Regions from separate parts of the Mus musculus genome. Here region 1 is linked to region 2. Evidence: chromatin contacts called from public targeted proximity ligation data. All regions are on one chromosome and are shown on one strand. The core of a region is the stretch at or near the end of the contact, and the rest is flanking DNA. Distances in the headings are between cores, read along the strand shown. Region 1 holds the start of Pten (phosphatase and tensin homolog). Region 2 holds the start of Gldc (glycine decarboxylase).

The links.
Region 1: a contact with region 2 is called in a targeted proximity ligation map of astrocytes, with 3 times the contacts expected there.

The regions. Positions count from the first base shown.
Region 1 is chr19:32,752,589-32,759,038 of GRCm38.p6, forward strand. Pten (phosphatase and tensin homolog) reads left to right here and starts at 4,989. Exons shown (of 9, transcript NM_008960.2): 1 at 4,989-5,935. The coding sequence starts at 5,857. It also overlaps the pseudogene Gm36566.
Region 2 is chr19:30,172,876-30,179,068 of GRCm38.p6, forward strand. Gldc (glycine decarboxylase) reads right to left here and starts at 2,566. Exons shown (of 25, transcript NM_138595.2): 1 at 2,116-2,566; 2 at 1,549-1,627. The coding sequence starts at 2,385.

The DNA.
Region 1 (6,450 bases), core at 3,739-6,238, 2.6 Mb after region 2:
ATCATTATGAATGTGGACCCAGTTGGCCAGTCATTGCTCTATGCATAAGGCTTAATGGAAGGAGCGCCTAACAGTCACAAGCGTTTGTTGAATGAATGAATGAATCATTATAAGAATGGCAATAAGGACCCCATCAGCAGGAGGTTAATTTAAGCAGATTTGGTCTGTTTTCTTTTCCAAAAAGGTACTCCTTCCTCCAAAGTAGTTGATAATCTAGAAGTACTGTCCGTCTTGATTTCATATCAATGACACTCCTAAACCTAGACACACATTATTTTTCTTTTATTAGAAGTATTAAAACAGCAAACTATGTTCTTTTGGGCTAGAACTGGAGTTAAGACTGAAGTAGAAGATCCAGCAGTCAAAGTGAACAGAACTAAAATTGCTTCGTGTGTTTCCCCGGGTGACAATTTCTGCGTACCACAGACAGCAGAGGTCTGGTCCGCTCCAGGACACCCCGTTCACTCTCGACTTGTCTGAGGCTGATGATTTCATACAGAATAGCTCTTGAGACAGGAAAGGTGACAGAGTGACATTTGCAAAAGCTTTGGGAGAGGTTTAGGCTATGAGAAGCTTATAGACAGGCTTTTTTTTTTTTAAAAAAGATTTATTTATATTTATTATATGTAAGTACACTGTAGCTATCTTCAGACAGCTCCAGAAGAGGGCGTTAGATCTAGTTACAGATGGTTGTGAGCCACCATGTGGTTGCTGGGATTTGAACTCAGGACCTTCGGTAGAGCAATCAGTGCTCTTAACTGCTGAGCCATCTCACCAGCCCCTAGACAGGCATTTGAAATTTTCTCTTGGAATACAGGAATTGCAGGACTCACAGAGGTGCCTTCTGGAGAAAGCATGAGCAAGTGGTGTTTGAAAGAGCAATAGTGGGGTGGTAAGATGGCTCCATGGGTAAAGGTGTGTGCCATCAAACCTGACAACCTGTATTGGATCCCCAGAAGCTACGGGGTGAAAGCAGAGGACAGACTCTTGCAAGTTGCCCCCTGCTGTGCACAAATGTGCCAGGACCTGTGCACATGCGCCCTCATGCGCTTGCATAAACAACAGATAGATGTAAATTAAAAATAAAAAGTAGAAGGAGAAATCACAGAATAAATAAGAAGAAAGCTTTCAGAGCTGTAGAAGAACAGGGCAGTTTAAATTCAAAGCCAAATGTGCTAGCTAATCCATTATATATCTAGAAAATGCTTTTTTTTGATAAAAATAGAGAAGCTTGCTTAAAAATTAAAGCGCTAGACTGAGCTCTCTTGTTGAGGGGTCAGAGATGTGGGGAAGGAGAAAGGCACTACAGCAGCAGCGTGCTCACACACGAGATGCTTTTGCACAGAGCCTACAACAACACATCAACTATTTATATTACCTACATCCCCTTCTTGGTGTCCCACTTATCAAGGGAAAGAATTTTCTTTGGACATCTTTAGCATGTAGTAACAATAGAGTTCTGGAATCAGCTGTTGGAAACTATCATTAAAGCTGGTTTATCATACTCCCTAATTATTCTATATAGTCAGTCTCCCTAGAGCTTTACATAATTCTCCCTTCGTTATAAGCTTCTGTTTCTCCCTTGAGTGTTTTAAATCCAGACAGGTGAGGAAATGAAGCACTTGGAAACCAGTGTATTGTAATATCTGTACAGCCAAGCATATAAATATATACATTTTCATATATATATATATATATATATATATATATATATATATATATATATAAAATTGCTATATGGACTTTTTCCCTTTTGCCCTACTCACATCCTTTGAGTGGAATAAAGATGTGAAAAACTCCAAAAAATTTTAAAAGGCTGCACAGAAACATATTTGCTGCGAAAGGAAGTAGGGGTGTATTTAGAAACTCCCAACAAGGCCTGATGCTGTCAGCGTGGCCAGCTGATGTCAGAGGGGCCCACACACCTGCCAACACCGCGTGTCTGTTCCTTCAGCCCTGCAGAGCAGCCGAGCGAAGCAGCTAGCTGGCTTTCGGCTTTCTTGCCTCACTTGGTGGTGCTTGTGGGCTGGGGTCAGCGCTGGGATGCGCCTCCTTGTGCTCTATGGAGTGATGCTCTGGAAACAGAAACGGGTCCTTTTTTTTCCTCCAGCCAGGCATCAGGAAGCTTAGGGATGAATGTCTTTCTTTTTCTTTAGAGGAAGATTTCCGAGCTTCTTAGACGCTCCGAGTAATGTCACGCAAGATGCCTCCAGGGAAGAGGCAAAAGAGGGTGATGCTAGTAACAGGGACTCTGGGGACAGGAACGAATGTGGGCCATTTCCCCTTTTCAACCCACTTCTCTTGATGTAACTTCATCCTTATTTTTCCCCACAGCAGTAGTAGACACTCTGCTGAGCACCACTTAGGTTTTTGCTGTGCATCTCAGCTAACACTTTGACATTGGGGATTCTGTGTAAACTAGATCTCCATCTTAGATTAGGCTGTGTGAACCGAATTTATTTACATCGTTAGAAACCAAATAGAGGCCTCTCGGCTATTGTTCTCAGATTGCTCTCATTGGTCATCCCTGCCCTCCCTCTACTGACCAGAACCTTGCCCCAAAACAGCCTGTAATAAACATCAACGCTGGCTTAGCTTGGGCTGCTATCTCTGGCGGAGAGATCTTTAAAGGATGTATCTAAATGCAATGTTTGAGTAGCTTCAGAGAGCTCTAATAGAACTGTAAATATCCCCGGTTTAATTAGCAGTCCTGCAGTTCGGTAATGGCCCATAGCTCTCTGAGCCGAGCCTCTTGAGGTTTCTAGACTTCAGAGGCTGCCTGCAACTATGCTGTGTGGACCTATGAAATTTTCCTTCTCCTGTACTCTAAACCCCCAGCTAGCCTTTCCTAGACACCTACTCGCAATTATTGCAAATCCATAACTGACTACTATCCTCCGGATTTCTAAAATGATCCAGTGTTTCAGCTTAGGTCTCAACTCAGAGATACTTTAGGGCTCAGATTGGCATCCTGAGAATTAAGTCCCCTGGGAAAAGAACAATAAGGAAGAAAACTCTACCTACATTGGAGTTGATGTCATTTTTTTTTTCCCTCCAAGCTCAAGGTGATCGCTTGCTTTGTGGCTGGTTGGTGGGGGAGGAGGGGCTGTACGCTAGTTATCAGCATTTCTGAACCAGCTCTCTCAACCGCGACAGGTCAGCCAATCCCGGCAGTAAGCTTTTACTTGACAGGTTTGTTCTGGGCTGACAGCCATTGACTAGGTGCTCAGATAAGTCACTTGGCTGAGTCTACGGTAGGTGGGGCGCGCTCACCAGTTCAGGGGCAGTGACTGGAAGTTTGTTGCAACATCGGTAAGCCTAACCAGCCAGCAGCAACAGGAGATACCCTTTTGCCCCGCGAGTACAGATCTAGAAAGGGTTCACCTCATTAAGCGAAGGAGATGCGTCAATCCCCCCCACCCCCGCCCCGCGCCTCCCCCTAGGGCCCGGCCTCTTCTCCCACGGTTGGGAACGCGCGGTGTGGGCAGATCCAGAACAGGAGTCTCGTGTCCCGGCCTTCTGGCTAGCTCTATGGGTTACAAGCGAAAGGGAGGAACAGCTTGGGGACTCTCCGCGTCAGCGTGCACAAACCGGCGGCGGCCAGCAGAGAGGGGTGGCGGGGGCACGTGCTTGGATGTGGCTGCTTGTGTAACCAGCTCCCCAGGCGCTCGGCCCCGACAGCGCTCCTGCGGACGGCTCGTGGATGCTATTCTCTGCTCCGATCCGGCAAGAGAGGGGTCCAGCAGACCACACGGGAGAAGGAGGCGGGGGCGATCACCTAATAGAGCAGAGGGGACCAAGCTCCTGCCCCAGGAGCACACAGATAGGGGAATGGGAATTTGGAAAGTTCCCCAACTAGGACCACACGTGACCTCCTCCTGAAAGTAGTTCCGACCGCGGCTCATGTATCCTTCCACCTCGCCTTTGAGCCCTCCCAGGCCTGCTCGCCCCGCCCACTCGCTGGCTGCAGCTTCCGAACGTCCCATACTCCACACCCGGGCTCAGTAACCGGGTCCTCGAACATGCAAGGTCCGACAGGGTCAGAACCTGGCCATCGCGATCCAATTCTGCCGGGTTTTCATAGCGGCCACGAAGTGGGGATTGGGGGTGGGGGCTTAGCTCTTTGAAGACTGAGCTTGGCTGTGATCCGGTAGACCCACCGCTGCGGGGAGCTGCGGGTCTCATCACCGGGCGGTGGAGGGGTGTGTGTGAGGTGCACTCTATTCACGGAGACCCACTTTGTCCAACCAGGGGTGTCCTTTGGGCCCTGGAAACTCAGGGGAGATGTGAATGTACACGCCCCGTATGCACAATCATCATGCTTGGCTGGGAGCGTTCATCTTTCGGGCAAATGAACCCAGCTGCCTGGGAAGCAAGAGGCGGGGCAGGGAACCGGAGCCCGATGAGGTGACCCACGCGGGAGACACAATAGGGGTTGTTCTTTGTGCAAAGACTGACACCTTGAGGACACCGTGAGGGGGAGAGGTGTGTTATCTAGGTAAAGACTGTCGCCGACAAATCCTAGCGAAGCACTGCAATCTGACCACAGCGCAGGGCAGGGAATGAAAGCCGTTCCGAAGAAACGCAGGGACAGACGCAGGAAGGATAATCCTGCCCCTGAGGCTCCCGGAGCACCGACCAAGGCGGTCAGCTAGTGCGATCCACCTGTGAGCGGTCAGCGATTGTGCTCAGCGCACCCTCACTCGGCCCCAGCCTGTTGTACCTTTGCCGGGTCTCTCTGCGCTGAGGCCAAAGCCGGCGTAGCTCCGGGAGCGAGCCGCGGACACACTGGGCATGCTCCGCGGCGTTCCCCGCCCCTGTCCCTTCCGACGCCCCGCCCCGCCCCGCCCCGTCCCCGGCTCAGCGCCCGCCTCCCGCCCGCCTCCCGCCTCCCCTCCGGCTTTCCGAGGCGCCCTGCTCTCCCGGCGGGGCGGCGGAGGGGGCGGGCTGGCCGGCGCACGGTGATGTGGCGGGACTCTTTGTGCACTGCGGCAGGATACGCGCTTGGGCGTCGGGACGCGGCTGCGCTCAGCTCTCTCCTCTCGGAAGCTGCAGCCATGATGGAAGTTTGAGAGTTGAGCCGCTGTGAGGCCAGGCCCGGCGCAGGCGAGGGAGATGAGAGACGGCGGCGGCCACGGCCCAGAGCCCCTCTCAGCGCCTGTGAGCAGCCGCGGGGGCAGCGCCCTCGGGGAGCCGGCCGGGCGGCGGCGGCGGCAGCGGCGGCGGGCCTCGCCTCCTCGTCGTCTGTTCTAACCGGGCAGCTTCTGAGCAGCTTCGGAGAGAGACGGTGGAAGAAGCCGTGGGCTCGAGCGGGAGCCGGCGCAGGCTCGGCGGCTGCACCTCCCGCTCCTGGAGCGGGGGGGAGAAGCGGCGGCGGCGGCCGCGGCTCCGGGGAGGGGGTCGGAGTCGCCTGTCACCATTGCCAGGGCTGGGAACGCCGGAGAGTTGCTCTCTCCCCTTCTCCTGCCTCCAACACGGCGGCGGCGGCGGCGGCACGTCCAGGGACCCGGGCCGGTGTTAAGCCTCCCGTCCGCCGCCGCCGCACCCCCCCTGGCCCGGGCTCCGGAGGCCGCCGGAGGAGGCAGCCGCTGCGAGGATTATCCGTCTTCTCCCCATTCCGCTGCCTCGGCTGCCAGGCCTCTGGCTGCTGAGGAGAAGCAGGCCCAGTCTCTGCAACCATCCAGCAGCCGCCGCAGCAGCCATTACCCGGCTGCGGTCCAGGGCCAAGCGGCAGCAGAGCGAGGGGCATCAGCGACCGCCAAGTCCAGAGCCATTTCCATCCTGCAGAAGAAGCCTCGCCACCAGCAGCTTCTGCCATCTCTCTCCTCCTTTTTCTTCAGCCACAGGCTCCCAGACATGACAGCCATCATCAAAGAGATCGTTAGCAGAAACAAAAGGAGATATCAAGAGGATGGATTCGACTTAGACTTGACCTGTATCCATTTCTGCGGCTGTTCCTCTTTGCTTTTCTGTCACTCTGATAACGTGGGAGTAGACGGATGCGAAAAATTTCTGTAGTTGGGGTGACTATAACGTTTAATTCTGGGCGCATTTCTAGATCGTGCATATTGTGTCTCTTCCAGTGTATTCAACCTAGGGAGTGTTCGGCTAGACGGAACTCATGCCTCCTTGCAAGTGTCAAGGCACGGATTGTTTTCTTGTCGAGCTCTGTGGTCTCTTCTTAAAATCTATTGTCCGGTAATACAGAGTACTGTACACTGGATTAGCGAGCTCGTCAATCCAGCCTTCTAAATGAACTAAAAAAAAAAAAAAAAATAGACGCTTTGGGTTGTGCATATTTCGATTAGATCGTGACTTGGGCCCTAGATCTAGGGTGTAGATGAGATTAAAATGAAAGTCCGTGCTGCACGTAGGCATGTTGCCTCAGAATCTTGCAGTGATTGTTTTTAGTTTCCTGGGTTGCATTGGAAGATTTTTCTGAAATGTGAC
Region 2 (6,193 bases), core at 1,316-3,815:
AGGATTAAAGGCGTGCGCCACCACGCCTGGCTTTGAGACCCGATCTTAAAAATAAGGAGAGGAAGGAAGGAAGGAAGGAAGGAAGGAAGGAAGGAAGGAAGGAAGGATCACACACAGGAAAAAAAACTGTTCTCAAAAATAAGTACAGTTTTTCCACATTGTGATGTACACATAATATAACTTTACTCAATGAATAAGGGCCAGAGAATCACAAGTTTGAGGCTTGCCTAAGCTGCATGAAAGTCCTTATTTCAAAAAACAAGTAAGCCAACTTCTGTTTTTCTCACATTTGATGGCTCAGAATGTTGGTGTCCTGAAATTGAGATAGGTATTCCTTATGGCCATCTTTCCAAGTCTCAGGTGGTTTGCTTTGTGAGCAAGCCCCTGGCCATCAGCATCTGACAGCAAGGAGGGCAGCAGCCCTCATAGAACCTGAGGTACAGCATCCCCAGCTGCAGCCGGAATAGGCTCAGGATGTCTTTTAAAACAAAACCAGCTTTGCATGTAGAATTTCTTCTCACAGAAACCAAACCAGACAAGCAACAGCAAGCAAGCAAGCAAACGAAACAATTGCCCTAGAGAAATATCTCTATGATCTGGGGTTATCAGATGAGGGAGCTTGGTATTTTTTTTAATTTTCTAAGAGTTCTTCAGCTCTGACCATCCCTTAACATCTAGATTCTTCCCTGACTCCTAGAAGTCAATGCCACATAAAAAAACAACAACAAACAAACAAAAAAACCACCCAAAGACAGCATTAGGACCATTAAAACCACTTTTACCAAGAGGGGCTGAAGAGATGGCTCAATAGCTAAGAGCACGTGTTGCTCTTGCAGAGGACCCAGGTTTGGAGTTCCCTAACTGTGGGGAACTCCAGTTCTAGATGACCCAACAGCCCGCGTGGTGCACAAATATAAATGCAAGAAAATCTTTTAAAAACAAAATAATCATTAAAAAGGGAAGCCTATAACTAGCCTGAGATTTCTTAACCAAGCACAAATCGAGTTTGTGTGCTTTTCAGAAAAAACAAAACAAACAAACAAACAAACAAAAACCCCACATATTCAGGCTTGCAAAGCACTGCTGCCTTTAGATGGGTGAGGGTGAGAGGGGAAACCGATGTGAGACAGAACAATTTGAAATTCTCGTGACTTTGAGAAGTCTAAGTCCCCTTCCAAATAAGTCTCTTCTCTAGCTGCAGGACCTCAGGTGATTTCCTTTGTCCTTTCGGAAGTCTCACCTGATCTACTGAGATAACTACCTTCTCAGCTCAAAGGAACAAAAAGCCCTTCCGGTGGGCGTGCATGAGGTGGAGACTTCTAATCCAACACGTGTCTTTTGCAAAGCCTTCTTTGGGAAAGCTTGTAGGTGCCTCGCCAGCAACTCAGGGATAAAGACCATGAAAGGGGCTTACATAGGTTTTCCTCAGGGAAGAAAAATCCCAGCGGTTTAGGGCCTGTCAAGTACTGAGCAATCCAACCCCAAAGCCGGACAGAGATTATAGAAGGCAGAGCAGCGGAACCCCTGAGAGTCCTCCCGGCCACTTACAAATAGGGTCTTCCATTTTCAAGGGTCTCTTCAAGCGGATGCTGGCGGGGACCGTCTTCTCGATGAGCTCATCAATGCTCTAAAATTTAAAAACGCAAGCTGGTGAACAGGACAGTCAGAGCAAAGAGCCTGAGTTAAGAGAGCCACTTCAGTTTATCTTCAAAGGCTGGTAGGAACTTCATTTAAATCGTCTAATTAAGAGTTCTTTTTAAAGTGAAACATCAGGAAGCAGAAATCTTTTGGAGGAAAAAAAAAAAAAATGATGGAGCCGGATGGTAAATCCGCTACTCCGGGTTCGGGAGCTGCAACTGGAGCTGACCGGATTAATGTACTCTAAGTAGGGAGTCTTCTTTTCCTGCAAAGTTAGGGTTCGTCTGGAGTTGGGGATATTTTTTAAATGCACTTTAGAAGAGCGAGAACAGAGTAAAAGTTAAGAGAGGAGAAGGCACCACGATTAAGAGCGAGCTCGCTTTCAAGCTGGGGCCCGGGACGGAGGAGGAAGGCAAGGTGGGAGCCGGGAGGCCCAGCGGGCAGAGCTCCGGCAGGGTGGAGGGTGGAGGGCCTTACCGCCAGCCCCAGCGCCTGCAGCATCTCCCTCCGGTCTTTGTCTCCGGGGCCGATGTGTCTCCGGGAGAAGTCATCGTGTCTGGGCAGGAGGCGCTCCAGAAGGCGCGAGGCCCCAGCCGCGCCGCGGTCCCCGCCACCGCCACCGCCACCGCCGCCGCTGCTGTCCCGGCTTCGCTGCGCCCAACTCAAGCCGGTGCCCCGAGCCAGGCGGTGGCCGCCCCCGGCTCCGCGGCCCAGGCGCAGCCCCCATGCCCTGGCACACAGCTGCATGGACGCCGTCACCTCCCCAGCCCACGAGGGTCAGCAGCGCTTTCCGGCCCTCCTCTGGCCCCAATGCCCCGGGAGTGGCCGCCGCAGTCCCTGGATCCCCTTCCCGACCACTGCGGGCAATGAATGGGTACAGCGAACTGCACTAACTCTTGCAAAGTTCCTCCGCCTCAGCAGGCACCTGCTCCGCACACTTTAAGCGGCGCCCGAAGGCGGGCAGTAGGATGGAGCCAGGAAACCTTTAGCCAATGGGAATGGGTTGCAGGGCGGGGGCGAGGCAGGGCCCTCCCTTTCTCTCTCCTCCTTGTCTCCCACCTCCTCCCACTTCTTTCCCCTCTTCAGCAGCAGGGTGGAGTCCCCTGCCTGATGCTGGAAGTTTAAGGTCCCAAATCCCTCTTCTTACACAGGGGTTCGGGATGCTCTATAGGCCCACTGGCCGGGTTGTAGGGCCCATTGGGGCAGCCCTAACATTCGTGAAGTTCCTGGAGCAATGCACTGAGACAGAAGACAGGAAGACTCCAATAGTTAGCTGGTCTCCACTTACTGACTTTAGGGTCACATCTCATGAAAACCACTATGGGCAAAGGAAGGTTCTTTCATAGTTATGAAATCTGGACAAAGAGCACAGCCCCTAAAATATCTTATGCTTTAATCTTTTAATAAAGATTTAATATTATTTTTTATTGATTTGTGTGTTGGGTGAAATGTCTGTCTGTGTATCACATACATGCCGAATGCTTGCAGAAGTTAGAAGTGGACATCAGATTCCCTGCAAATGGTGTTACAGGCTGTTGTGAGCTTTTATGTGGGTGCTGATAGCCCAACCATAAGAGTAGCAAGTGCTCTCAATCACTGAGCCATCCCCCTGACCCCACTTTTTTTGAGATATGATGCGATGGGAACCAAACCCCCGATCTCCCAACTAGCACCAAGCTACACCCCAGCACCTGTCTTCTCCCTCCCTCCTTTGTATGTCTCCTTCGTCTTCTCTGTACTGGTTTGATATGCACCCATTCCTGAAATTCAGTCTTCCTTTACGTGGAATGCATGAGTATGCTGTTGGTATATTGGCTATATTTTTATTTCCTGAGTAAACCTAAACAGATACTGTAATGAAAGCAAAAGCATCTCCAGGAAGCTGACCCCCAAGGACAGGAACCTGGGACCCGCCTATCTGACCTTTATACACATCCTTAACGATGACCTTAGAGTTGAAGGCAAAGAGAAACTGGGTCTTGGGAAAGACACAAGAAACAGTGTTGCCTAAACTTTCAGGGGCGACTACTGTGTCTGTTGCAGGCAGGTCTTTGCTAGACCAAATAGTTGCTAAGTTAAGACCTTCCAGTGGAAGGACTTGTAGGGAGGGCTAACTACTGTGATGAGTTTGTAGGTTAAAATGACAGGTCAGAAGAGGAGACGACTCCAATGTTCTGAAAGAATCCCTTCATTTCTATTGCTACAGGAAGCACATATTTAGGGAATCATTTAGACCCAGTGTTGGATTGCCAAATTTCCACACAAGCTGACTTCATAACTTTATTTGGTCTTCTATATAAACATCAGAATGAGGACATTTTTAGTAGTTTGGAATGTACATGATTATTGGGAACAGCATATTCTACTGAGGTAAGCTGCATTCTGCAGTACTTATCAGTAATCACTATACTTGAGAGGTAGAGAGGCAGGATGATCAGGAGTTCAAGGTCAATCTTGGATACATAGGGGATTTGTGGACAGACGAAGTTGTATGTGGCTTTGTCTCACCCCCAATGTAATACACTCCTCCCCCAAGTCTCCCTTGATTGCTGAACCAGCTCCTCCTTTTTAACAGACTGGCCATACCTTCCTTGAAGGTCCTATAATTTCACCATAAACATGTTAACCATGGAAGGACCTGTCAACCTCCCTTAGCTTCTAGACCCATAGCCCAAGTCAGGTGTTGGCATATACTCCAGGAAGGTGAGTAGATACTTGATGTCAGACAAGAAGCTTCTATAGGGCTGGGTGTGGTGGTGCACGCCTTTAACCCCAGCACCTGGGAGGCAGAGGCAGGCAGATTTCTGAGTTCAAGGCCAGCCTGGTCTACAGAGTGAGTTCCAGGACAACCAGGGCTATACAGAGAAACCCTGTCTCAAAACCCCACCCCCAAAAGAAGCTTCTACGGGGAACGAATCAGAACACATTGCTCACATGCTTTATCATGACAAGATTTCTGCTAGACATTGAATTCCTGACCAAGTGAAAATTGAGGTTATATGGAAATTGCTGATGTTTGTAGCACCAGAGATTGTATATTTAGTTATGAGATGGTCAGTATTAATTATCCACTTGACAGAATCTAGAATCACTTGGAAAAGGGGCCTCTGGGCCTGACTGTTGGAGGTGGAGTATCTTGATTAAGATGGAAAGATCTTTCTACTGTGAACAGCATCCTATTTGCAGGGCTAGTATCCTAAACTGTACAAAATGGAGCAAGTTAGCTGAGCAGACGCATGCACACATCTCCCTGCTCTCTTCTCACTGAAGACATAATAGAACCAGCTGCTTCCAGCTCTTGATGCCATAACTTTCCCACCAGGATGCATTGTAACTTGGAACTGTGAGCCAAAGAAACCCTTCCTCCCTTAAGTCGCTTCTATCAGAGCTTCATCACAGCAAGGAGAAAAGAGACAGAGGCAGTGCATAACCTCGACCAGGAGTGGCTCTCAGTCCGCTATGTTGGCTGATGATACCCAGCACAACGACCCCTTCTGTAAATTGGGCTAACAGAGCTGATCATTGTTGGTGCCGTTGAGAAGGGTGGAGCCTAAGGTTTGATGAGAAGTAAACTTAAGCATAGACTTTCCCATGTGCAACACAGTCTTCCTTTCACTGAAGCATGGAGAGCCCATTGGTAAGAGGAGCGAGCACCAGTGGTTTTGGAAGCCCTGTCCTTACCTTCTGTCCCCCGAAAGTGTGGTGATTGTAATGTAAAATGCAACTGATGAAATAGGTTCCTGGGTTACAGTATGTGGTGGTTTGAATATGCTTAGCCCATGGGGAGTGGCACTGTTAGGAGGTTTGGCCTTATCGGAGACAGTGTGTCGCTGTGGGCATGGGCTTTGGCAGTCTCCTATGCTCAGGCTTTACCCGTTGAAGAAGTGATCTTCCTCCTAACTGCTCCCTGAGGATACCAGGCTCTCCTGGTTGCCTTTGAATCAAGACACAGAACTCTCAGCTCCTTCTCCAGCACCATGTCTGGCTGCATGCTGCCATGCTTCCAGTTATGATGATAAGGGACTGAAGCTCTGGAACTAAAAGTCAGCCCCAATTAAATGTGTGCCTTTATAAGAGTTGCCTTGGGGCTGGTGAGATGGCTCAGTGGGTAAGGGCACCCAACTGCTCCTCCAAAGGTCCAGAGTTCAAATCCCAGCAACCACATGGTGGCTCACAACCATCTGTAACGAGATCTGACGCCCTCTTCTGGTCTGTCTGAAGACAGCTACAGTCTACTTACATATATAATAAATAAATAAATCTTAAAAAAAAAAGAGTTGCCTTGATTGTGATGTCTCTTCATAGCAATGGAAACCCGAAAACCCAGCAGTAATAGTGCAATCCCAGAATGGTAGGACCCAGTGGCAGCACTAGGCAACAGAAAAGTGTCCCAGATGATCTATACGGGTATGCAGCCTACTCACATGTTACTTGAGCTAGTAAACTAAAACTTGAAAAGTCCCTAAAACAAAGAGACCTCATTTGAACTACCATCCAATTTAATGGGTGACTCAAAAAGGCTGACTGGAACTCACAAAGATTCCCCTGCCTCAGC